Linked DNA regions of Sus scrofa: regions 2, 3, 4 and 5 are each linked to region 1. Evidence: chromatin contacts called from public HiChIP or PLAC-seq and promoter capture Hi-C data. All regions are on one chromosome and are shown on one strand. The core of a region is the stretch at or near the end of the contact, and the rest is flanking DNA. Distances in the headings are between cores, read along the strand shown.

Region 1 (4,964 bases), core at 649-3,148:
AGCCACAGCAACGCCAGATCCAACCGCATCTGCGACCTACACCACAGCTGCAACACTGGATTCTTAACCCACTGAATGAGGCCAGGGATCGAACCCGAAATCTCATGATTCCTAGTAGGATTCAGTTCTGCTGCGCAACGACGGAAACTCCAATATTTTCAACTAACAAAAAAATTTATTTTCTTTCCAAATAAATAAAATTTATTTTATTATCAGTTTTCTTATAAATTCAGATACTTCTCCATACTCTCATCACTTTTGTGATTGGCAGAAATATTTTCAGCAAACACGGATGACAAAATGAAGTGGGGGAGAAAATAAAGCACTTATGTTTCATAATCTCTGCCAAATTTACTAGTCCAAGAAAACCAAGTGTCTGTTTTTGCTTCACTGGACAAAAGTCCAGGATTCCCAATGATCTAGTATTCTAGTTCTGACCTCAGACAGCTAAGCATGAAGCCTGGCGCTGAATCCTAAGCAACTTAAAATGCAGTCACAACTGCTATGACCAAGCAAGCTGGTGGAGAATCTCCACACGACATCATTTCTTCAAATCTGCATCGTGGCAAGATTCCCTCTTTTTCGGGGGCAAAAGCACTCGATGTTTCATAATCTGTGACAATTCTCACATTTCTTAACAGCGCCCATCACAATCTTCAATGTGTGAAGCGACAACCAGACAAAGGGCGCATCTCCAGCTGCTCTGGGGTAGGTCGGAGCTGGACGCCGCAGCTTCCATGCCAAAGAGCGTTTACACCCAGGCGGGCCCCGCCAGGACTCGTGGATGCGTCTAGCTGGGTCGCAGCCCTCAAATTCCTGCATCTTGCCCGGGCCTAGAGCCCCTTCCCTGCCTCCCCTCCTCTCCGCCCACAGGGCTGCCCAAAAGGTTCGGGGCGCCCCCGGGACCCGCGCGAAGGGCTCACCCGAAGTCCTGCGCGGCATCGTTGCCCCTCTCCCGCCCGCGGCGTCGGGAACCCAGGCCCCAACCTGAGACGCCTCCCTCTGCCACCCCCAACCCTGAAAAGTCATCGTCCGTCCCCGACTGTTCCCTCGACCTGGGAGCCGCACCCTCGCCGGCCCTGCCCTCGCTCCCGGTAAGCCGTCGGACCACCAACCCTCTGCCATTAGGCCCCCAAACGCGGGCGGGAGCAGGAGGGAACACTGGATAACCGCGCGTTGCCATGGCGACCCCCGGCGCCCCCGAGCACCCGGCTGCCCCCGCCCAGCACCAGGCCCAGGTTCCGGCCCCAGTTCCGACCCCGAGGCCTAGAAGCCCACCCACCACCAGTCCTCCCTGCCCAGCCGCGGTCTTGGCCCAGCACAGAGGGCCCGACGTCCGCTCTCGGCCTGCTCCTCTTACCCATGGTGGCGACTGCAGCGGTGGCGCGGTCTCGGGCGGAGACGCCCTGGGCCCCGCCAGCAGCTCCCTTCAAGCGCTCGGCGGCCGCCAGGGCGTTTGCGACCAGGCCCACTGAGGCCCACAGCGCTCCCGGCGGCTGGAGGACGCCCGGCGGTCCCGCGGCGGCGGGGTTGGGTGGGGGCCGCGGCGCCTGCAGCCGACAGCAGAGAAATCCGCCTTCGCGGAGACTCTATACATCCAGCCCGACCCAAAGGAGAAGCAAAAAGGGCATGAGGAAAACCTCGAGTGGAGAAGCGGGAGGGCGGACCTTGGTGGGACCACCTGCCTCACCCGAGCGCTAGGGCTGTGTTTCCGAGGGAATGCGAGCCTCGTGCAAACGTTTTCATCCGCAGGGTCCGCCTAGCTTTGATCTAACACACCTAAATGCTTCCCTTTCCTCGCAAATTCGTAGGAGACCAGAAGAATTTAGAAAATCTGAAGCAATTAACATTATGCAGAAATCTGCTAAAACAATTCGAACGCCCAAATCACGACGTTTAAACCAGTAAATCCACTGGTTTATAAAAGGCAGTGAGGACCGATCTCATTGATCAAGGGAAAGAGTTCCTGAGATAAAGCCAGCAAACCAGGGTTTTCTCATTTCAGGGAGGGGAAAAACTCTCATGGTCTTATGACAGTAGGTTTAAGTTTTATCAGTTTTGGGAAAGCGAGCTATTATCTAGTTAGATCAGTACTTGTTAAAAACAGTAGCCGATTTAGAAATAGAGGAATATTTCGTGGATATAGAGCGATGTTTATCTCTTGATCATTTTGGCCATTATCTAGTTAGATCAGTACTTGTTAAAAACAGTAGCCGATTTAGAAATAGAGGGATATTTCGTGGATATAAAGCGATGTTTATCTCTCGATCATTTTGGCCAGTATAAAGTTCTGTTATGCTTCTTTTTTTTTATGGATTTTTTTTTTTTTTTTTTTTTTTTTTTTTGTCTTTTTGCTATTTCTTGGGCCGCTCCCGCGGCATATGGAGGTTCCCAGGCTAGGGGTCGAATCGGAGCTGCGGCCACCAGCCTACACCAGAGCCACAGCAACGCAGGATCCGAGCCGCGTCTGCAACCTACACCACAGCTCACGGCAACGCCGGATCGTTAACCCACTGAGGGAGGGCAGGGACCGAACCCGCAACCTCATGGTTCCTAGTCGGATTCATTAACCACTGCGCCACGACGGGAACTCCTGTTATGCTTCTTTACTTCTTTTGGTTTTGATTTTTTTTTCTTTTTATGCGCCCCCCCCCCCCCCCGCCCTGTGGCACATCAAAGTTCCCAGGCCAGGGGTGGAATGGCACTGCAGCTTCAGTCCTAAGCCACAGGCACAGCCACAGTGACAGCAAGGAGGGGTACAAGTGGCAGTTTGTGGCAACACCAGATCCTTAACCCACTGAGCAAGGCCAGGGATGAACCTCATCCTTAGATAATGTCAGACCCTTAACCCAGTGAGCCACAACAAGAACTCCCCAAATTTTCTTTACTGTGAGATAATCATTCATGGATAAAAATGTATGAAGCATATATACATTTAAAGACTCATAAAGTAAACAGCTGGGTAAACACTACCACATTAAGCAAGAAGAGGACAGGAGAGTTAGCCTCCCCGAGGAAAAGCCTCCAGGTATAATCCCCCTAGAAGTAAATATGATTCTTTTATGAGAATCCTTTCTTTGCTTTTTTTGCATGTAACTACCATGGTAAATACATGCCCCTAATCAATGTAGTTTATTTTGCCAGTTTATAAATTTTTCACAAGTGGAATAACATTACAAACACTGTAAAGTGTTTCTTTTGTTCAACATGATTCATGTCCATAAGGAGTTTCCAGGTTGGGGTGTTTCCAGGTTGTATATATGGAACCAAGCAGTAAATGATTAGGACAATAGAGTCACAGACACAGTACTGATGCACATTTCCTGAGTTCTTTTACAGATACTGTAACTGCTGCAAGAGGAAAAAAAGCAACCGCATGATGACCAGTCTGTAGCTATGGCATTAGCTGCTCCAGCTGGAGCAGTACAAAATCTATGGTTAGTATCATTTCAAGAACTGGTCTCAAGAGAATGGGATTAATGCTGTTACTCATTATAATCTATATCTTTGTGGGCATCAAAATAATTGTAGCTTGTTCTGCCTGTGTATATAAACAGGCAGTTACAAGTGTCAGCAAAGAGATGCTACAGATCCATGTTGATATTTTCCACTCAGAATAGAGTGTCCTATGTCAGCATGAACTTACAGAAGATAGACCTCCTCCCCGAAACCCATAGAAATGGAATGATGTTCTGACAAGAGGGGATTTGTAAGCAGCTCTTTGCAGTAAACCACCTTCAGCAGGAAGCCCCTTCTCTTGTCCCTTTTTTTTTTAAGGGCCACATCTGTGGCATATCAAGGTTCCCAAGCTAGGGGTGGAATCCCTAGCTCTAGCTGCCGGCCTACACCACAGCCACAGCAACTCGGGATCCAAGCCGTGTCTGTGACCTACACCACAGCTCACAGCAACACCAGATCCTTAACCCAATGAGCAAGGCCAGGGATCGAAACCTCAGTCCTGATGGATCCCAATTGGGTTCGTTACCGCTGAGCCACAACGGGAACTCCTCTTGTCACTTTAGCAAAGCTATACTCTAACTTTTAACCAAGCACTCCCATACTCTACTCATTTCCTGCACAAGCACAGCTTTCAAATCATACAAGACCTTGCCTAATTTGTGGGCTCTTTCCGTAGATCAAAGAAGTCAAGATGAAAAGTAGCAGATGAGCAGTTCTCTTCCATAGCTTCCCCTTCAGTAATCTCCAGAACAAACTCTGTGACTAAATTGTGTAAACAAGATAACTTCTGGAGGAAGATCACAAGTCAAGGAGCCTGCTGGCAGTGGGGAATGGCAATGACTCTGACCCTGTATCTCAATAACTCAAGATTAACTGAGATAACTTCTGTTTCCTCTTACAAGCTTTCATGGCCAATCAGAATCCTTGGAGGTGGTTTTTGGGGGGACACTGGGTCCACCATCTCCTCAGATTGCTGGCATTCTGATTAAAGGCACTTTCCTTCTGTGGTGTAGGCTGGCAGCTATAGCTCTAATTCACCCCAGAGCCTGGGAACTTCCATGTGATGAACTTCCATATGAGCACGGCCAGGGATTTAACCCACGTCTTCATGGTTACTAGTTGGGTTCGTTACCACTGAGCCACAACGGGAACTCCCCATGCAACTCTTTAAAGCGACCACTGATTAAACCCAAAGAATTTTCTTAACTATCTTTGATCCCTTCCTGTTATATAACTTCATAATATCTAACCAATATTTAAGCCCGATCTCAGCAAACTTTCTGTTTATTCCTGTCTAATTCAGTCTCTCCATGATCAACTCAATCCTGCGTGTCCTTAAATCTCTTTACAAAGTCAACACTCCCATTTCAGCTTTAGAGCACTGTCAATACTGGAAAAAATGATGGACAATACTGAACCTAATTATTATTTAGTATTAATAATTCACACAGTAAGATTTAGCAATAAGAAAACAATTTATTTAATAAAAACTTCAAGTAATAATT
Region 2 (4,964 bases), core at 1,700-4,199, 500 kb before region 1:
TTAGTTTTTAAAATCATTTTTCATAATTTTTTCTTCTTTTTAAAATGTTTTATCCTTTTTTTTTTTCACCGTGCCTGTGGCATGCAAAAGTTCCAGGGCCAGGGGTTGAACCTGAGCCACAGTAGGGACAACACTAGATCCTTAACCCACTGAGCCACCAGAGAATTTCATTTTTTTCTCTTCTCTTTTTTAAGCTGTAGATTGATTAGAAAAGTCTTTGTTACTGATGTTAATAAATATTAGCAACTTTGGGGGTATTTGTCAGAAAAAGCAATACAAGGTAAACACATGTTTTAAGAAAAGTTGAAGTGCCACTCATTTATTTCTATACTTTTCCCCAAAACCTAGAAACTTGCCAGAGCATGTTATGGTAGAGTTTATTTTTAACATTCATTGGATTTGGGGTCTTTTTAATCATTTATTTTCTCATTTTCCTGAAGTCTGATTTTTTTGGGGGCGGGGCTGTGCCTGGGGCATATGGAAGTTCCCAGGCCAGCAATCGACCCATGCTACTGCAGTGACAGTGCCATATCCTTAACCCACTGCACCACAAGAAAACTCCCATTGAGTTTTTCTCTCCAGTGATAAAGGTAATAAAAATCACATTGGGATCACTGGCTAGTATTTTGAAGAAATGATAAATGATAAAGCTAGAGCCATTCCTCAGTATAACAAAATAAATTATAAACATTGAAATAACCAAGAAGCCATAGGGAAAAAATAATAAACATGACTATATAAAAAAATTCCACGTGTGTGGCAAAAAAAAAAAAAAATATATATATATATATACATACACACACACACACACACAAAAGGGAAATCAAAAGGCAAATAATGTACAAGGAAAAAAATTTCACAATTCCCATAACAGACAAAAGGCTAACCCCTAGTTCACAAAAAGTACGGACAGGGCATTTCCCCTGGTGGCGCAGAGGAAATGAATCTGACTAGCATCCATGAGTACACAGGTTCATTCCTGGCCTTGCTCAATGGGTTAAGGATTGGGTGTTGCTGTGAGCTGTGGTGTAGGTCGAAGACATGGCTAGGATCAGGCATAGCTGTGGTGTAGGCCAGCGGCTACAGCTCCAATTAGACCCCTGGCCTGGGAAACCTCCATATGCCGCTGGTGCAGCCCTAAAAAGAGACCAAAAAAAAAGCAGACAAATCAGTGAGAAAAATACTAACAACCCAATTAATTAATTTTTTAAAAGTACTCAAAATTAATTAATCTTTTAACTACCCAATTGTTGGGTCAAGAATATGACTACTTTCAGAAATATATATATATATATCCATGGAGTTCCCATAGTGGCTCAGTGGTTAACGAATCTGACTAGGAACTATGAGGTTGAGGGTTTGATCCCTGGCCTCGCTTAGTGAGTTAAGGATCTGGCAGTTGCCCTGAGCTGGGGTGTAGGTTGCAGACGTGGCTCCGATCCCACGTGGCTGTGGCACAGGCGGCAGCTACAGCTCTGATTAGACCCCTAGCTTGGGAACCTCCATATGCCACAAGTGAGGCCCTAGAAAAGACAATAAATAATTTTTTTAAAAAGAAATATAAATATATATATATATATATATACACACATATATTTCTTGCGTGTGTGACATACACCGCCACTCCCCGCAACATCGGATTCTTTAACCCACTAAGTGAGGCCAGGGATTCAACCCTCATCCTCTTGGATGCTAGTTGGGTTTGTCTCTGCTGAGCCACAGGGAGAATTCCCGGTATGCATTTTAAAAGAGCAAGTATAATTTGTTTAACACATGCTGGTTGAGAAAAACTGTAAAAAATACATAGTACAAAATATACCATAGAAATTGGAGTTCCCGTCAGGGCACAGTGGAAACGAATCCGACTAGGAACCATGAGGTTGCCGGTTAGATCCCTGGCCTCATTCAGTGGGTTAAGGATCCTGCATTGGCGCTGTGAGCTGTGGTGTAGGTCGCAGACTAGACTTGGATCCCACATTGCTGTGGCTCTGGCATAGGCCAGCAGCAACAGCTCCGATTAGACTCCTAGCCTGGGGACCTCCATATGATGCGGGTGCAGCCCTCAAAAGACAAAAGACAAAATATATATATATAATATATATATTATAATGTATATATTATATATTTTTATATATATACACACCATAGAAATCACATTGAACTTTTCAATGTAGTTAAAGTTCTTTGCACCTCAAAACACAGCGAGTCAGAGGTGCAACTCAGGACCAATGGGACCAGAAAGACCAGAGGCCATGCCCAGGACTACAACTCCCACAAGGCACCGGCGGAAAAAGCTTGAAAGGAGCCACAGGGTACAGCCCACCTACTTCTGGCCTCCGGAAACATGCCTCCGGAAGTGCTTTTTTTTTTTTTTTTTTTAATGTCAAATGTCCTAGGCTTTAAAGCGGGATGAAAAAAAAAAAAAAAAAAATACAACTTACCTCAAAAGTAAAGGAGAAATCTGGAAGGTAAGAGTTTACAAGCCCCAGAAGCTCGGAGCGAGCACAGAAATTAGGCAGCCCATAAGTGGGCTCCGCGCGGCTCTTCTGCTTCTCTTTTTTCTTTCCAGTCTGGCACTAAGTTCTGTCATGCAAAACAAAATTGGCACCTTTTCCTTGCCTGCAACACAGGCGCCAGCTCCCCGCACAGACTGGGATCTTGGACAGCAGCGCTTGGACAGCGCTCCGATAAAAAGGCCCTGATTCCGATTTAGGTCCTACCTCTCAACGTGCGCCACAGCGGGAACTCCTTTCTTTCTTTCTTTCTCTCTTTTTTTTTGAAAACAGCATTCTGAGACAAGAACAAGATTTTTTAAGTCTGTTAGGTCGGACATAAGTAGACTATGTAAATGATTTGTTAAAGGCTATTAAAACATTGCTTTGAAGTTTTAATCAAGTGCAATGGCATGCTAATAATCCCCTTGTTAATGTGTGGGGATATGGATGGGTGATAGGGGTATGAGTACTCTATGCTCAATTTGGCTGTGAACTTAAAACTCTAAAAAAGTGTATTAGTTTTTGGAGTTCCCCTCATGTCTCAGCGGAAACCAATTCGACTAAGAACCATGAGGTTGCTGGCTTGATCCATGACCTCCCTCAGTGGGTTAAGGATTTGGTGTTGCTGTTAGCTGTGGTGTAGGTTGCAGATGTAGCTTGGATCCTGCATTGTTGTGGCTGTGGTGTAGGCCATCAGCCGTGGCACTGATTTAACCCACAGCCTGGGATATTTCCATATGCCACGTGTACGGCCCTAATAAAAAAGCAAAAAAAAAAAAAAAATTCATTTTTAATGATCATAGAAAAGTAGTTAATATGCCACTTGTTAGTAAGGAAGAGGTCACAGATAATAGTTTGGGCTGTTACTATAACAGATTTCTTTTAAACTGAACTAAATTCCTCAAACAATCACTTGATTATATTTGGGAAACAAACACTTAAATACCTCCCTGACATTTCAGCTTTTTTCCTCTCTTCTCAAAGAGAATTGCAGTGGAGTAAGTATAGTGGTAACATAGTAGTCAGATCAGATATGATGGTAGTTTTAGGAAAATAGTGACTTAAGGGCATGACATGGGCCCAATAATTCATAAATTCTGGCAGTAAAATCAGATTCTCTGATCCTATTGAGTCCTGATTCCCAGAACCTCCTAGTTCTGGGATCTAGACCAGAGATCTTCTAGTCTGGCTCTACACTAAAATTGCTTGGTGGAGTTCCCGTTGTGGCACAGCAGAAACGAATCCAACTAGTAACCAGGAGGTTGCGGGTTTGATCCCTGGCCCCACTCAGTGGGTTAAGGATCTAGTGTTTCCATGAGCTGTGGTGTAGGTCGCATACATGGCTCAGATCCCACATTGCTGTGGCTGTGGCATAGGCTGGCAGCTACAGCTCTGATTTGACCCCTAGCCTGGAAACCTCCATATGCCACAGATGCGCCCTAAAAAGCATCAACAACAACAACAACAAAAATCATTTGGTGAAGAGTTCTCTTGTGGCTCAGCAGATTGAGGATCTGGTGTTGTCACTGCTGTGGCTTGGGTTCAGTTCCTGGCCCAGGAGCTTCTGTGTGCTGCTGGTGTGGTTAAAAAAAAAAAAAAATCACTTGGTGATTATATGTATGTACATAAACACACACAGCAGTACCAGGACCCTCCTGTAGATTAATTAAAATGGAGTCTCTGAGGGGGAAGGGTGGGTTTGTTTTTTTTTTTTTTTTTTTAAGCTTCTCCCAGTGATTACAGTGTGCATCAAGGTATGACATAGACCAAGGATATTAATCTGATACTCAGGAAATATGAATAGAATAAAATCAAGAAACTTTTAATGAATGCTTTCCCTATCCTAGACCCCATTCATCCTCTTTAGTAAATTCAGATAATCCATTTGATTCAAGTGGTAAATTCGCAGATACATATAATCTTTTTTTTCTTTCTTTGTCTTTTTAGGGCCGCACCCTCGGCATATGGGGGTTCCCAGGCTACGGGCCCGATCGGAGCTGTAGCCACTGGCCTACACCACAGCCACAGCAACGCCAGATCCCAGCCACATCTGTGACCTACACCACAGCTCATGCCAATGTCAGATCCTTAACCCATTGAGCAAGGGCAGGGATCGAACCTGCATCCTCATGGATACTAGTCAGATTGTTTTCACTGATCCACAATGGGAACTCTGATACATATGATTCTGTAAAACATTTACCTTGCCAGATAAACGTTTGCCAAAAGGAATCGAAGTCTAAATCTAGAATAATACTCATGAGCAACTTCGTGGCTGTGCAAAAATCTTTGAGTGCTCGGTTTATGCCTAGTGCTGTGAGAGATAGAAATGTTTTAGCTGTTCCTCACAAGGAGCTTGCACTGCAGTTAAAGAGACAAGATTGAACTTGTGACCCACCAATCAAATCAGTCCTACCAAGCCATGTTCCTAAAAGGTTGTGAACTCATTGCCAGCATTTTAAAATTGGG
Region 3 (4,964 bases), core at 1,468-3,967, 460 kb before region 1:
GAAATAAATAAAAAGTGGCTTTGTAATATGAAAAGCTTACTTTAGAGAATATTAATGCTAAAACTATTTACAAGAAGGTCAATACCAGATTCATAGGAGATTTGAAAAACTGGATGTGAATTTGCCAGCTTTTAGGGATAAGTATGACTTGAATTTCATATAAGTAGCTCTAAACTACTGGTAAGGCTGGAAATCTACTTGGGTGGTCTTGTTTTGTAACACAGTTTCTCTCATTTATCCTATCTGAAATATGTGCCCCATCTGGCCTTTCACACACTAACAACACTGATCCCACAGCATTTCATAAACCCATCAAGTGTCTTTGATGTACAACATATGAATGAATGAAGTAATAAGATGTCTGTAAGTTTTCAAATGTCTTTCTCCAAAATTCTGGGAATTGTTTTTATTTGTATAAGATACTCTCAACTTTTTTTTTGTCTTTTTAGGGCGCACCTGTGGCATATGGAGGTTCCCAAGCTAGGGGTCTAATCTGACCTACAGCTGCTGGCTTATGCCACAGCCACAGCAACACCAGATCCAAGCTGCATCTGCGACCTACACCACAGCTCACGGCAACGCCACATCCTTAACCCACTGAGCAAGGCCAGGGATCAAACCCGAAACTTCATGGTTCCTAGTCGGATTCATTTCTGCTGCACTACAACGGGAACTCCATCTATTTGTATAAGATACTCTCAATGTTGTATTTATTTATTTATGTCTTTTTAGGACTGCACCTGTGGCATATGGAAGTTCCCAGGCTAAGGGTCAAATTGGAGCTGAAGCTGCTGGCCTATAGCACAGCCACAGTAATGCTAGATCCAAGCCTCTTCTTTGACCTATACAACAGCTTATGGCAATGCCAGATCCCTAACCCACTGAGGGAGGCCAGGGATAGAACACATCCTCCTGGTTACTAGTTGGGTTCCTTACCACTGAGTCACAGTGTGAACTCCTCAACATTTTATTTATTATATCCTACCCACATAGTTGAGAATCAATTTATGAAGTATTTTGTAAGATAGATAAAGTGGGGAGAAAACAGGGCTAAGTATGTCATCCAGGAAGGGCGAGATACCTGTGTACTTAGGAATTGGAAAGTGTATAGGAGGGAAGAAAGGACAGCAGGATTTGGTCACTGATTGATTAGAGAGCATCAATCTGAAGGAACACCTCAATCATGATTTCAAGGCCTCTAGGAGGAAAGACAGCCTCACTTTCAGAAACCACGCAACCACTTGTAAGGGGAGAGTCTCAGTTTAATTTGAGGTACAAAGAGATTTGGGTTTAGATGGGACATTGGAGATACATTTTCGAAATTATAACTTTTTTTTTTAAAGGAGGAAACATCTTAGATTGCTTTCTTAAGTTCAAACAAGTAATTGGCATGGTAGAGGCAGGACCCACTTTAAGCTTAAGGGCTGATTTATTGTAAATTCAGAGAGGTCCCTTCAGTGGCTAGAAACGCCATGCTGCAGAGGCAGATGCCTACCAAACTTGGCCATACTATAACACATCCTTAGTTAAGGTAGGCTATGAAGTCACAAGAGTTCTGGAATGTCAGGAAAAGTGGAAAGTAGAAGGCCTTCAAGTAGGGCAGGACTAATATTTTAGCTCTATTTAGCCCTCACTTTATATCCAGCAATCTTATGTAACTATTTTTTTTTCCCAGCCTGACCTGCTGCATGTGGAAGTTCTGGGGCCAGGGATTGACCCAAGCCGCTGCAGTAACAACGCTAGATCCCAAGACTGTGCCACAAGAGAACCCGCTACCTTAATTCTCAGCACAACTCTACCATTGCAGAGATTAGGACAGTGGGTGTAGAAAGGCTAAATAAATGGCTCAAGGTCAATCAGAAAGACCTCAAGTTCGAAACCAAACCGATGTTTATAAGGGCCAAGTCATGCTCAGTTCAGCTCTCCTCATGAGGCCCCACTTGGCCCAATATACTCATTTTGAAGCCCAGAAAAGATAAATCACACACATTTGGAGCTAAGTTGGGGCCTGAAATCGAACAGGCTGATCCCTACCCGGCCCCCCACCGTCAAACCTCTTTCTAGGGCAGATACATGCTTTTAATGGTCTAACAATGTATATCACCCTCTGAGTAATGGAGAGAGGGAGAAAAATAAACCGGCTAAGGAGAGAAGCAAGCAGAAAATAGGAGCTGAAGAGTACCCGCCAGAACGGTTTGAGGAGGGTGAAGAGTGAGGTGTGTGTCCTTTTGCCTCTACTCATACAGGTTAACAAAACAGACCCATCACCTAGCTTATTTGGCCAGCTTCATTCCCTATCGCCTTTCAGGAACTAAGTTTTAAGCCTTAACGTTAAGTCCAGAAAAGACTAAGTGAGGAGAGCAAGGTGTGCACTTTAGGCAGAAGTGGAAATTCGCAGTGCAAACCAAAACTTGAGCTAACCGGGCAGCAGTGATTTGAGGACAGCTTGAAAGAGAAGTTTGGCTGAGAGAAGCGCCTGCAGCGGAGGGGTGGGGCCACAGCACCCTGCAGCGTTTGCTCCTGGCCCCCACCGCCTCCGCTTGCCACGTGACCCGCCGTGTTGTGGTCCGGCCCGCGTGGGTGGCGGGAGCTGCGGGTGGGCGGGGGCGAGGAGGGGCGGGTCACGTGACGGGGTTTAAATCTCCCGCAGCCGGAGCCGCGGGGGCGCCAGTGCCGCGAGTCGAGCGGGAGCAGAGGAGGTGAGGGAGGAGGGCCAGAGAGGCAGTTGAAAGATGGCGGACGAGGCGGCGCTCGCCCTTCAGCCCGGCGGCTCCCCCTCGGCGGTGGCGGCTGAGAGGGAGGCCCCGTCGCCCCCCGCCGGGGAGCCGCTCCGCAAGAAACCGCGGAGAGACGGCCCGGGCGTCGGGCGGAGCCCGGGCGAGCCTGGTGGGGCGGCCTTGGAGCGTGAGCTGCCGGCGGCGGCGGGCGGCTGCCCGGCGGCGGCGGTGCTGTGGCGGGAGACCGCTGCGGGCGGGGAGCGGGAGGCCCAGGCGGCTGCGGCGGCAGGAGAAGGAAACAATGGGCCGGGCTTACAGGGCCTATCCCGGGAGGCGCCCCCGGCCGACGACTTCTACGACGACGACGACGACGACGAGGGCGAGGAGGAGGAAGAGGCGGCGGCAGCGGCGGCTATTGGGTACCGAGGTGCGCAGGGCGCGGGCGGCCGGGACTGCGCATCCCCCCGCCTCCTCTCGGGGCCCCTCCTGATGTGGGGTGGGGGAGTCTCGGGCAGGCTGGGGGCTCGTGGCTGGCTTTGTAGCGTCCCCCTCCCAACCAGGGCCCTCAGCTGCGCGCCTCCGCGGCTGCAGGCCTGGCTGCAGGAGCGGCCCGTCGACTCTATCCCTCCCTCGCCCTCTCCCCGCCCTCCTCCCCTCAGTCCCAGGCCCGCCCCGGCGGCCTTGCGCTTTGCGCAGCCGCGGGGCTGGCGAGCCTCGCAGTGGATTTTAAAATAAGTTTCTCTTTCCTCCTACTCTTTTAGCATATTGCTTTTGTTAAGTGTTTTTTGCTTCTCCGCCCTTTCTCCCCTCGCCCCGCACAGTTAAACCTGCAACTTTTGACTGTCCCTGATAACAACCATTTGCAGTTGACTTTGCAAACTGACACCTGTGCAATTTGTTGTTGTTTTTGAGGGCCTTTATTTATAAACTTGTTTTGAAATTTAAAAGAGTAAAGCTGTTTCTAAAGTCACAACCTGCAAAATTTGAAGAGCATAGCTGTTTCTACAGGCATCACTTTGGTGCAGTTAATAGAGGGCATAGGAGAGAAATAGGTTTTAGAATACTTTGTGTGAATAGTGTTTTTTCTCTAAATCATATTCTTATAGTGGTTTTTAGATTAAGTGTCTGTGTGTGTGTATGTAGCCCCGAAATACGAGTTGACGCTTTTCTGACCTACTAAAGCAGATACAGTATATGATGGTTGTATATGTCTCGTCATCTTTGAGTGTGTCATGTTTTCTAGCTGGATAGACGTGTTTTTATTAATCTTTTATTGGTAAATACAATCTGGGCCATTTGACCTGTGTAAAGCTTACGACGTGTGCATTAGGGACTGGAGTGGAAAAACGACCCCTGTTTTCAAGGAACAGTTTAATAGTGGGAATGAATAGTGCAAATATCTTAGTGTATGTTTAGTATTATGTATTATAAATGTATTTTTACATGTACATATATGCAAGTTGCCGTAGTTATATTTGCACCACCTTTGAATAAGTTTTTTGGAGTTTTTTGGCTGCACCTGCAGCATGTCGAAGTTCCTGGGCCAGGGATCCAACACTCCCCACTGCAGCGACAACTTGAGATCTTAACCCACTCCACCACAGCGGGAACTCCTGAATTCTATTATTTGTGATCGACAAATTCCAATTAACTAGGTTATTTATTACTTTTTGTATTTTTAAGTAGACTTAATTTCTTGCTCAATTTTGATGAACTCTAACTTAGATTCTGGGCAGGATCCCTAAAGATGAGGATATACTGTTCCTGGGAATGATGCAAGCTGATTCAGTAGGCATTCTTTACACACTCAGTGTGAATGTTAAGTGCTTTGTTTATTTAAAAATTTTATGACCGAACCTGGGCCTATGGGAGCTCCTAGGCTAGGGACTGAATCCAAGCCACAGCTGAGACCTATACTAAGGCAGCGGAATGGGATTCTTTAACCCACTGCACTGGGACAGGGATCCAACCTGCATCTCAGTAGCAACCCAGGCAGGTACAGGCTTAACCCATTGCCCCACAGTAGTAACTCCCAAGTGCTTTATTCATTGGAAATTCTTACATCATAATCATTACAGTTCTTCATACATTTTATTTATTTATTTTATTTTTTAGGGCTGCACTTGCAGCATATGGAAGTTCCGAGGCCAGGGGTCGAATCTGAGCTGCAGCTGCCAGCCGATGCCACACTAATGCCAGATCTGAGCTGCATCTTTGACCTGCACCACAGTTCACTGCAACTCTGGA
Region 4 (4,964 bases), core at 824-3,323, 440 kb after region 1:
AAGAAATATCCTTCTTGGTCCCTCTTTCATATTCTCCTTACTTAGTAGTCTCAGCACTCACTCTCTACCTCCAATATCTCTCAATCAATTTATAGCTATCTCAAATTATTTCCATGTCATAACATTTTAAAATGATGGCTCAATTCCTCTTGTTAAGTAAGATAGATATGCAGATTCAAAATGTTTCTTTTTACCTTTTACTTTCTAACTATGGAATAAAAATTAAATTTAGCCCTCTAGGTTTGAGAATGACCAGAGAGAGGCAAGTTTATAGACATCTTGTTTCTATATTTTAAGGTCATAGAGTTTAATGATCTAAAACCAGAGGCAAGGGAAATCTTTATAGGACGTTGCAACAGAGCAAAAGATGAGGCACCCTAACAAACTGAGAAAGAAATTGTATCAGTGATTCTGGCAAGATATTTAGAAAACAAAGATTTTTCTAATAAGAGCAGATTTTTAGTTACTTGTACGTTTTAATAATTTATGGTACACCTTCATGTTCCTCCCAGTATATTTCATCATCAGTATCAATCTCTTGAGACTTAAAGAGGGACCAAATGTGAAAAAAACAGTTATTCATTTCCTCATCTCCATTCCAAAGTTTTCAAGTTTATACCCATTGAGAACATGTATTTAGCGGTACCCCTATTTTAGCTAAGCTACAGTTTCGTCAAGTTACTTATGACTCAGTTTAATTTACATACAATTGCCCTGCCTAACATAGACAGCAACCAGAGTTTTGAGTCAATGAATTTGGTGCTTAGGAAGGTAGGGTTTTGTACAGTCTTGTCCATTTTTCAGATATGCTGTATGACCTCTGACATAAAAACGAATGCTAAAAATAGTCTTGAGAGGCTAAAATATACTTCATCTGTGCTTTTCAACAACATACTAACATTTATTTCTATTATTATCCCAATTTTATACATGTGACATTCTTAGCCACATCTACTCCTGTGTTTTCTATGTACATCACAGCCTGTTGCAGGGCTACAAAGACTTCACAGTGATAGAATTGGTAGTGGGTGTGAGAGAGTGGGACAAAAATGTTTTAAAAAAGCACAGATCTAGAGATGCCTAGCTAGTCTCATAATCTAGGGAGAGAGATGCATTTTTCACTATCATTGACTGATACTCAATTTGTTGATAGTACTGAATCCATAAGGTAACATTTAGATAGACATATCACCTTTGACTTCAGGCCAATCCATAATTATGCAGGCCTGTAGCAATTACAAGCTTAACCTTTGTGCTTTCAGCTATTCAGGACTAATTCCCAAACTCCATGACATGTAGCAATCTGAAATTTTGCTAAGAGGTAAATTTGATGTTCAGGTTACAAGGCTGGTGTGCTGGATACTGTCAAGGGGTTTGTGAAATACCCCTGCACCTACGTCTCAATTTGACTTCTTGCTTTTCACTCAAAGAGTAGCTTGGTTGAAGAGATCATGAAGAGATAAAAAGAAACAGCTCAGAAAAGGGAGCCAACCATCCAGCACCAATGATGTTAAAAAAAAAAGGTATATGCTAAGGAGTTTGCCCCTTGTAGTATCAAAAGGTTTCTAGTTTTGTTCAAAGTTGTAATTTAGGAGCAGTTATCCCCGTAAGTAAAATCCTTTTATTCGCTGCAAATAAACAATTTGTCAGTGACATTCAGGCTTGTTTTCTCTAAATTTCTTTAGGTTTTTTTTCTACTTATTATTCTATGTTCATGGGAGCAGCTTTGGGAACCTTAAAGCTTGCAGGCTGGTGTGGCAGAGAAAAGACTGATTTCCTACTCGACTGTGCCACCAACTCTGAGACTACAGACAAGTAAATCCCTCTTAGGGGATTAGTTTCCTCTAATGGCAAATGGGGAGGGTGGAAAGGATCTACAGTAAGCAAGGGCCAACTTCCTTACTAAAACTTAAGACTTGAGAGAAGGTTGACACGGCCTAGCCTTCACCCCAAGCGCACCTAGCCCACTCCAGACCCCAAGACGCCCCTTCCCACCAACGCCGGGACGCTAGTCTCGCGCGAAGCCGTTAGACGTTAACGCCTCACCCCGCAATGGGTGGGGCTGATGCCTGCAGCTTCCGGCGGCGGGAGGCAAGGCCGAGCGTGGCGCGCCTCATCGGTTCTCCCGCCAACCCGCGGAAGGCGTGAGCCCCTCTCTGCTGCACTCGAGGGGCTCTCCGGCCCCAGCATTGCATGCTGGGAAGCCCGGAAGCATCTCCACTTAGCCGAGAAGAGCTATTAGGAGTGGGGGAGGGGAAGGGGGGAAAACCTGAACTTTTTATACTAAACAGTTTGCGCATCTTTTATAGAGATTGGTCAGGGTTTTACTCTAGAAGCCAATCACTTCAGAACAAGGGTGGACCAATCGAGAAGGCTCGCTTTCACTGGCTGGGAGACTGTGTCGCAAGGGAAGCGTTTAAAACGAGAGTATCCGGGATTATTTTCCCCCGCCGGTCGGTGCGTGTCCCGGAAGTGACGCAAGGCTCTGGCCGGTCGGCCGCCCTGCCCCCTCTTCCTTTCACGCTGTCGCTGCCTGTAGGTGGTTGTGGCCACCGTGCCCAGGAGGAGGCGACTGCGGCGAATGATGCCTGGGAAACTTCTCTGGGGGGACATTATGGAGCTGGAAGCACCCTTGGAGGAGACCGAGAGCCAAAGGAAGGAGAGGCAAAAGGTGCGCTGAGATGGGCCGCGCCTCCTTTTGGGCTGCGCCGGCTTGGGCGGGGAGGGGAGTCTCCCCGATGGCCTGTCACAACCCGGTCGGAGCATCCGAGGGCCTCTCTTCGCGCTGCCCTCGTACCTCTGAGGTCGCTCCGGGACCATTCCCACCGCCACACCCCTAACCTGGAGAAGGGCTTCGGCCCGGCCTCCCGTGGTCCTCCAGTCGTTCTCATCGGCGCCTACGAGATGGGCAGACTCAAGTTCTCATCGTGGAATCTGTTATTTCTTTCCTCTCCTTCCTTAAGCAGCGAGGCCTGTCATTTGGTTCTCGTTGGCCGTCTAGAAGATGATTAAGAAAAAATGATTGCTTTGAATAAGTGTTCCTTCTCCGTCATCCTGTCCTGTATGCGAGAATCTTGGGGAAAGCGATCTTAGGTTTACAAACCTTGATAACGGGTCAGTGGAGTAGTGAAGAAAAGTGTCACAGCCAACGTTGCCAGGATTTGGCTGTGATGGAGATCGTGTGGGTTGTATTATTAATAGCCTTTTCTGATAGTATTTTCATTCAATTCACAAATATTTATTGAGCCTAATTTATGCTAGACTCTTTGCTGGGCATCTCGGTGGTCCCTGCCCTCAAGGAGCCTGTTAGAAGAGTTGTAGAGACTTCCCGCTCCACCCCTCAAAAGAAAGAAAGAAATCTAGAGAAAAGGAAACAGCTTTAGAAGGTAAAGAAGCAATTCGAAAGCTGACATTTGACAAAAGAATGGCTGTATAGTTCCAGAGAGCAGAGAACCTACTCTTCTGACCTTATTACCAAGGTAAACTTGCCATTCTAGCCAAGGAGTTAGTATTTTCTATTGTGGTAAAATACACACACCATAAAATTTACCATTTTAAAATATACAGTTTTGTAGCATTAAACACATTCACACTGTTCTGTAGCCATTATCTTCATTCATCTCCAGAATTTTCTTCATCCTCCCAAACTCTGGGTGTGTTAAACACCAGCTCCTCATTGCCCCCTCTCCTGGCATCTACCATTCTTTCTGTCTCTGAATCTGACTGCTCTAGATAAGTCATGTAAGTGAAATCACCAAGCAGTTATTTTAATTTTGCTTCTAAAATACTTGGTCTTCTTTTAGCATCCAAATCCTATCCCTCTATCAAGGTTTAGTTTATGCCTATTAAAACCACGCCACTGTACACACAGTAATCTCATTCCCCCTTGGATTCTTTTTCCAGTGCTATCTTTCTCATACAATTAGCCTTTATGTACTTCCTTGTGAGGTTTTTTAAATTTTTATTTTATTTTTGTCTTTTTAGGGCTGCACCTGTGGCATATGGAAGTTCTCTGGCTAGGTGTTGAATTGGAGCTGTAGCTGCAGGCCTACCCCACAGCCACAGCAACACCGGATCCTTAACCCACTAAGGCCAGGGATCAAACCCACATCCTCATGGATATTAGGTTCATTACCACTGAGCCACAATGGGAACTCTTATGTACTTTCTTGTAAAGTTAGTTCAGTCTTCTTGTGTGTATCTTTCCCAAATATTTCCCAAAGATTCTTGAGGGAAAAGACAGTATCTTTGTCTATGCTTGCATTTCACTATAATCTTGTAAATTGGTGGTTTTCACATTGTAATTTCTCCAGAAGTACTTGTTGATTTTCCTTTAATTATGAGAGATAACTAAAGATTTGGAAACAGGAGTTCCTATCGTGGCGCAGTGGTTAACGAATCCGACTAGGAACCATGAGGTTGCGGGTTCGATCCCTGGCCTTGCTCAGTGGGTTAACCATCTGCCGTGAGCTGTGGTGTAGGTCGCAGGCGTGGCTCTGATCCCGCGTTGCTGTGGCTCTGGTGTAGGCCGGTGGCTACAACTTGGTTTAGACCCCTAGCCTGGAAACTCCATATGCTGCAGGAGTGGCCCTAGAAAAGGCAAAAAAAAAAAAAAAAAAAAAAAAAATGGAAACAGTTTGGAGTACCAACTGATAGAATAGAGCAGTCAAATACTGATCTGGCATTGAGATGAAGGTGATTTTGGGTTTGGATATCTTGAGATATGGAACTGGGTCTTAGGTTCCCAGAACTGGAGTGCAAATGAGGAAGGAAGCCTGGAAGTGTGTGTTGAAGCCATGAAAATGGTATGAAAGTATACATAGAGAACAGAGACTTAAGGACATCTACTAAAGAAGAGAGAGGAACCATTGAAGAAGATAGAGGTAAGAGAATAAGGAGGAAACTGTGTGTCTCAGAAGCCAAGAAAATGGAGTCTGTCAAGCACTGTGAATCTGATGTGAAAC
Region 5 (4,964 bases), core at 1,115-3,614, 280 kb after region 1:
GGCCCTAAAAAGACAAAAAAAAAAAAAGAAAGAAAGAAAAAAAAAGGAATAAAAAGCATTCAAATTGGAACGGAAGAAGTAAAATTATTTCAATTTACACATAACATGATCTTATATATATATATAAAATCCTGAAGAATACACACACACACCACTAATAAATTAAACAAAGTTGCAAAATACAAGTTCAACATACTAAAGTCAATTGCATTCTTTTTTTTTTCTTTTTCTCATGGCATATGGAATTTCCCAGGCTAAGGGTCCAATCAGAGCTGCAGCTGCAGGTCTATGCCACAGTCATAGCAACAGGGGATCCGAGCTGCCTCTTCGAACTACACCACAGCCCATGGTAATGCAGGATCTTTAACCCACTGAACAAGGTCAGGAATGGAACACCCATGGATACTAATTGGGTTTGTTTCCACTGTGCCACAATGGGATCTCCTCAGTTTCATTTTTATAAACTATAAGCAATCCAAAAAGTGAAGTAAAGGTGTTCTCTTCTGGTACAGTGGGTTAATGATCTAGTGTTATGACTGTGGAGGCTCAGGTTACTGCTGTGGTGAAAGTTCACTCACTGGCTTAGGAACTTCCATAGGCTGTGAGTGCAGCCAGGAAACAAAACAAAACAAAACATACCCAAAACAAAAAATGAACTTGGGGAGTTCTCGTTGTGGCACAGTAGAAACGAATCCTACTAGGACCATGAGGTTTCATGTTCTATCCCTGGCCTCGCTCAGTGGGTTAAGGATCTGGTATTGCCGTGAGTTGTGGTGTAGGTTGCAGACGCGGCTTGGATCTGGGTTGCTGTGGCTCTGGCGTAGGCTGGCAGCAACAGCTCTGACTAGACCCCTAGCCTGGGAACTTCCATATGCCACAGGTGTGGCCCTAAAAGGACAAAAAGACCCCCCAAAAAAAGTTTCATTTACAGTAACATCCAAGAACAAAACAAGGATTTCCCATTGTGGTGCAGCATAAACGAATCCAACGATGATGTAGGTTCAGATCTCTGGCCTTGCTCAGTAGTTTGAGAATCCAGTGTTGTCATGAGCTGGTGTAGGTCCTGGATATGGCTTGGATCGTGCATTGCTGTGACTGTAGAGTAGGCTGGTAGCTGCAGCTGTGATTTGACCCCTCGCTAGGGAACTTCCATATGCTGTGGCTGCGGCCCTTAAAAAAAAAACAAAAAAAAAACAGCAAACAATACAAACAAAAACAAACAGTTGAGGAATTAAATGTACTTAAGGAGATGCAAGAGTTGAACTCAGGGAATTCCCATCCTTGCTCAGCAGTATCAAACCTGACTATGATCCATGAGGATTCAGGTTTGATCCGTGGCCTCACTCAGTGGGTTAATTATCCAGCATTGCATTGAGCTGTGGTGTAGGTTGCAGACTCGGTTTGGATCCCCTATTGCTGTGGCTGTGCCATAGGCTGTCAAATATAGGTCAAATTTGACCCCTAGCCTGGGAACTTCCATATGCCTCTGGTGCAGCCCTAAAAAGAGGGAAAAAAAGAGAAAAAAAAAAAAAAAAGAATGGAATTCCAAAATCTGCAATACATGCTGAAGGAAATTAAAGAAGACCTAAATAAATGGAAAGATATTCCATATTCATGGAATGGACACTTAATTTTGCTACTTGTGGGAATATAAACTGGTTTAGTCACTAAAAAAACAGGTTGGCAATTCCTCAGAAGGTTACGTAGAACATTACCATGTAACCCAGAATCCACTCCTAGGCATAAATCCTAGATAATTGAAAACAGGTGTACAAACAAAATGTGACCCTTCATAGCAACATTATTCACAACAGCCCCAAGGTGGAACCAACCCAAATGAACAAATGACAAATGGACAAATTGTGGTATTACCCATACAATGGAGCGAAGTACTGATGCGTGCTACAACATGAAACTTGGACATAATATCGTAAGTTATAAAAGCTAGATACACAAGGCCATATGTCAGTATGATTCTATTAATATGAAAAGTCTAAGATAGGCAAATCCATAGAGATAAATCCGATTAGTGGTTGCCTAGGGCTGCAGCGAGAAGGGATTAAGGAGTGACTGCTTCGTGGGTAGGGGTTTCTTTTAAGGTGGAGGGTGCATAATGTTATGACTCTGCTAAAAGACATTGAACTATACAATATAAAACACTTAAACGAGTGAATTATATGTGAAATCAATTTCATCTCAGTTTTTTTAAAAAGTTAGGATGTCAGGCTTATATGCATTTTTCAAAGATCTTGAATTATTTTTTTAAAAAAGACAAAAAAACACAAAATGGCGACAGGGTCATCGGATCACGTGACTGGCGGTTCTTCCCACTCGCAAAGCCTTTTCCTTTGAGCCTGCGCAGGGACACAGGCTCATTGTTACGCGAAGCCAAGGTAACCCTTCTTAGGCGCGCTCTAATTCTACCGGCGTAGCGAAAGCCGTGAGCGTATTGAAGTCGAGCTGGGGAACGCGCACGTAGAACGTACGCCCGTAAGTGCCGCTCCTCGGCGAGTTGGGTGGGGGAGAGGCGTGGAGGAAGACGGGGAAGTTGGCGCATGCGCCCAAAACTGACGGGTTTGAAATGGCTTCGGTCTTATCCGGGACTGGATTCAGGTGAAGCTCTGGTCGTCGCGACTGGAGCGGCGGGCGGCCCAACTGGGGTTTTAAAGCCCTAGCGGATCCGCGGAAGGGCCGAGCGCGACGGCTTTGGTAGCACGGCGTCCATAGGCCAGCGACGGTGGGGCTCTCGTGGGACTGGGACGGGAGGGGACACGGTCCCTTTTGTGCGGGTCGGAGCAGGCCCCGCGCGGCCGGCCCCTCCCCCACTGCCTCGCTTTTTTCCGGTGGCCCCTCAGGTGCCCCCGGCGAGCCTCAGCCTTGGCATGGAGGGCTTGAAGGGGCTGCTGACTGCAGTCTCTCGTTCCCAAGCTGCTGCGGCTTTAGCCTCCCGGCTTCAGGTCCGGGGCGCAGGGGCCGCTCGTGGTAGCACGGATTTGTGGGATGGAGGCCTTTTCCGCGTCTCCTTTCCTCGGGGGATGTTAAGGGGCTCAGAGCTCTCGCTATTCCCCTGTTGGCGTTTTGCTTCGTCTCGCGGGACGGAGGATTCCGCCTCCACTGGTCTGCGGCCCGTGAGGAGCTAGCGCTGGAGAAAGATGGATAGCAGTGCCCCGGCCTCTCGGAGGCGGAGGGGGGGATGGGGGCGCGGCCTGGGATCTTCGCCACTTCTGGCTTGATGGGAGGGGGAGGGGTCTTCGTTTTAGTGCTTTAAGGAGGCGTCCGTTATTTCAACTGTCTTTCCCATCGAGGGAAGGGAGGGTAAAGGGGCCCCCAGACCCTTCCCTAGTCTTGAAAGTAAGGAGACGTCCGTTATTTAAATGATATTCTTGAATACCTTTGTTCTGTGTCTCCGTCCCAATTTCCGTTATTGGTTTTGCCACTTTCAGTCCCCAGCTCTTGGCCAAAAGACACATGCAGGCTGTATTTCCTTGCGTAAAGCGGTGTTACTTCTTATTGCTAAGAATTGGGTAGATAGCAGCAGATGATCTTCTGTTTAAATGTGACAGTTTGTAGTCGCCGAAGGAAGTGCCTTTCTTGTAAGTTAGCTCCTCATGTCATCTATCAGATGCTTTTGGTCAACTTCTTGATGTAAAATGTTTTTACTGCGTATCGGACGTTTCATATGCCTCTTGCTATTTATATTTGGTCTAGGAAGATGTCCTTGAAAATTTAAACGTTTCCTTAATGCTTTTGTTGTATTTATAGTTTGGTTGAACTTTGAACTGTGTGGCTCCTTTCTTAATAGATCGCTGTTGTAGAAGACAAACAAGCGAAGGTTGCCCCCCTCTTTTATCATGGCTCAGTTTGGAGGACAGAAGAATCCGCCATGGGCTACTCAGTTTACAGCCACTGCAGTATCTCAGCCAGGTCAGGCTTCTGTATACACGTACTGTAAATGTGGGATTGGGGGACATGTTATAACTATATGAATTAGGCTCTGCGTAATGTTGTAAACAGTTCACAAATGCCTTACCTTTTTTAAAATTACTTAATGATTTTTATTTTTTTCCGTCACAGCTGCTTTACAGTGTTCTGTCAGTTTTCTACTGTATACCAGGGTGACCCAGTTGCACATACACATAAACATTCCTTTTTCTCACATTATCATGCTCCATCGTAGGTGACTAGATACACTTCCCAGTGCTATACAGCAGGAAAATGCTGTATTTTTTAAGCTTATGTATAAAGCTTCTTTTTAACAATTCATGGATCAACTAGTAAAGAAATCTGTTTTACACATTAGTTTGGAGAGTTATATATAGTTTTTCAAACATTAAATTGAATAATTTAAATTAGTTTATGTTAACAGTCACTCATTCATTAGTTTACCTCATATGGCATGTTAAGATGTCAGTATTCACAAGTTAAAGTAAGTGTATTAATCCATACTTGATGAAAAATTATACATGACTGTTTTTCAGTTATTTGAATTTAAAGTAGAAAAACCAAGCAAACACATAAATAGCTGTTAAAAAGGAGCAAATGAAATAAAAAAAAAAAAAAAAAAAAAAAAAAAAAAAAAAAAAAAAAAAAAAAAAAAAAAAAAAAAAAAAAAAAAATAAATAGCTGTAAAAGGAGCAAATGAATATTTACATTTTCAAAATAAAGGTCAAGAAAGCATCCCTTTCAAGAGTTCCCGTTGTGGTGCATTGGTTAACGAATCCGACTAGGAACCATGAGGTTGAGGGTTCCATCCCTGGCCTTGCTCAGTGGGTTAAGGATCTAGCATTGCTTTGAGGTGTGGTGTAGGTGGCAGATGCAGCTAGGATCCCATGTTGCTGTGGCTCTGGTGTAGGCCAGCAGCTTTTGCTCGGATTAGACCCCTAGCCTGGGAACCTTCATATGCCGAGAGTGCGGCCCTAGAAGAGACAAAAAAGAAAATGTCCCTTTCAAAGTAAAGTAACAAA

What was found. Promoter capture Hi-C pulls out the DNA fragments that hold promoters and counts their contacts. HiChIP or PLAC-seq counts read pairs in DNA pulled down with a chosen protein or histone mark.
Region 2: an H3K27ac HiChIP or PLAC-seq map of skeletal muscle shows a contact between it and region 1, with 4 times the contacts expected there. The contact joins the promoter of DNAJC12 here to the promoter of RUFY2 in region 1. A contact is called at or near these places in 1 of 5 promoter capture datasets (fetal liver) and 1 of 2 datasets of contacts at active chromatin or transcription factors (skeletal muscle).
Region 3: a promoter capture Hi-C map of fetal liver shows a contact between it and region 1, with 3 times the contacts expected there. The contact joins the promoter of SIRT1 here to the promoter of RUFY2 in region 1. A contact is called at or near these places in 1 of 5 promoter capture datasets (fetal liver) and 1 of 47 Hi-C or Micro-C datasets (heart right ventricle).
Region 4: a contact with region 1 is called in a promoter capture Hi-C map of liver, with 2.1 times the contacts expected there. The contact joins the promoter of DDX50 here to the promoter of RUFY2 in region 1. A contact is called at or near these places in 2 of 5 promoter capture datasets (fetal liver and liver) and 1 of 2 datasets of contacts at active chromatin or transcription factors (alveolar macrophages).
Region 5: an H3K27ac HiChIP or PLAC-seq map of alveolar macrophages shows a contact between it and region 1. The contact joins the promoter of CCAR1 here to the promoter of RUFY2 in region 1. A contact is called at or near these places in 1 of 5 promoter capture datasets (fetal skeletal muscle), 1 of 47 Hi-C or Micro-C datasets (embryonic fibroblasts) and 1 of 2 datasets of contacts at active chromatin or transcription factors (alveolar macrophages).

Annotation. Positions count from the first base shown.
Region 1 is chr14:71,545,839-71,550,802 of Sscrofa11.1, forward strand. RUFY2 (RUN and FYVE domain-containing protein 2) reads right to left here and starts at 1,899. Exons shown (of 19, transcript XM_021073521.1): 1 at 1,283-1,899. The coding sequence starts at 1,364. DNA2 (DNA replication ATP-dependent helicase/nuclease DNA2) reads right to left here. Exons shown (of 21, transcript XM_021072448.1): 21 at 4,569-4,964.
Region 2 is chr14:71,047,448-71,052,411 of Sscrofa11.1, forward strand. It overlaps DNAJC12 (dnaJ homolog subfamily C member 12), which reads right to left and starts at 2,950. Exons shown (of 6, transcript XM_021072941.1): 1 at 2,442-2,950. It also overlaps the pseudogene LOC100152383.
Region 3 is chr14:71,088,450-71,093,413 of Sscrofa11.1, forward strand. It overlaps SIRT1 (sirtuin 1), which reads left to right and starts at 2,718. Exons shown (of 9, transcript NM_001145750.2): 1 at 2,718-3,144. The coding sequence starts at 2,733.
Region 4 is chr14:71,987,064-71,992,027 of Sscrofa11.1, forward strand. It overlaps DDX50 (ATP-dependent RNA helicase DDX50), which reads left to right and starts at 2,074. Exons shown (of 16, transcript XM_005657388.3): 1 at 2,074-2,671. The coding sequence starts at 2,582.
Region 5 is chr14:71,825,145-71,830,108 of Sscrofa11.1, forward strand. CCAR1 (cell division cycle and apoptosis regulator protein 1) reads left to right here and starts at 2,365. Exons shown (of 25, transcript XM_021072498.1): 1 at 2,365-2,490; 2 at 3,803-3,924. The coding sequence starts at 3,852.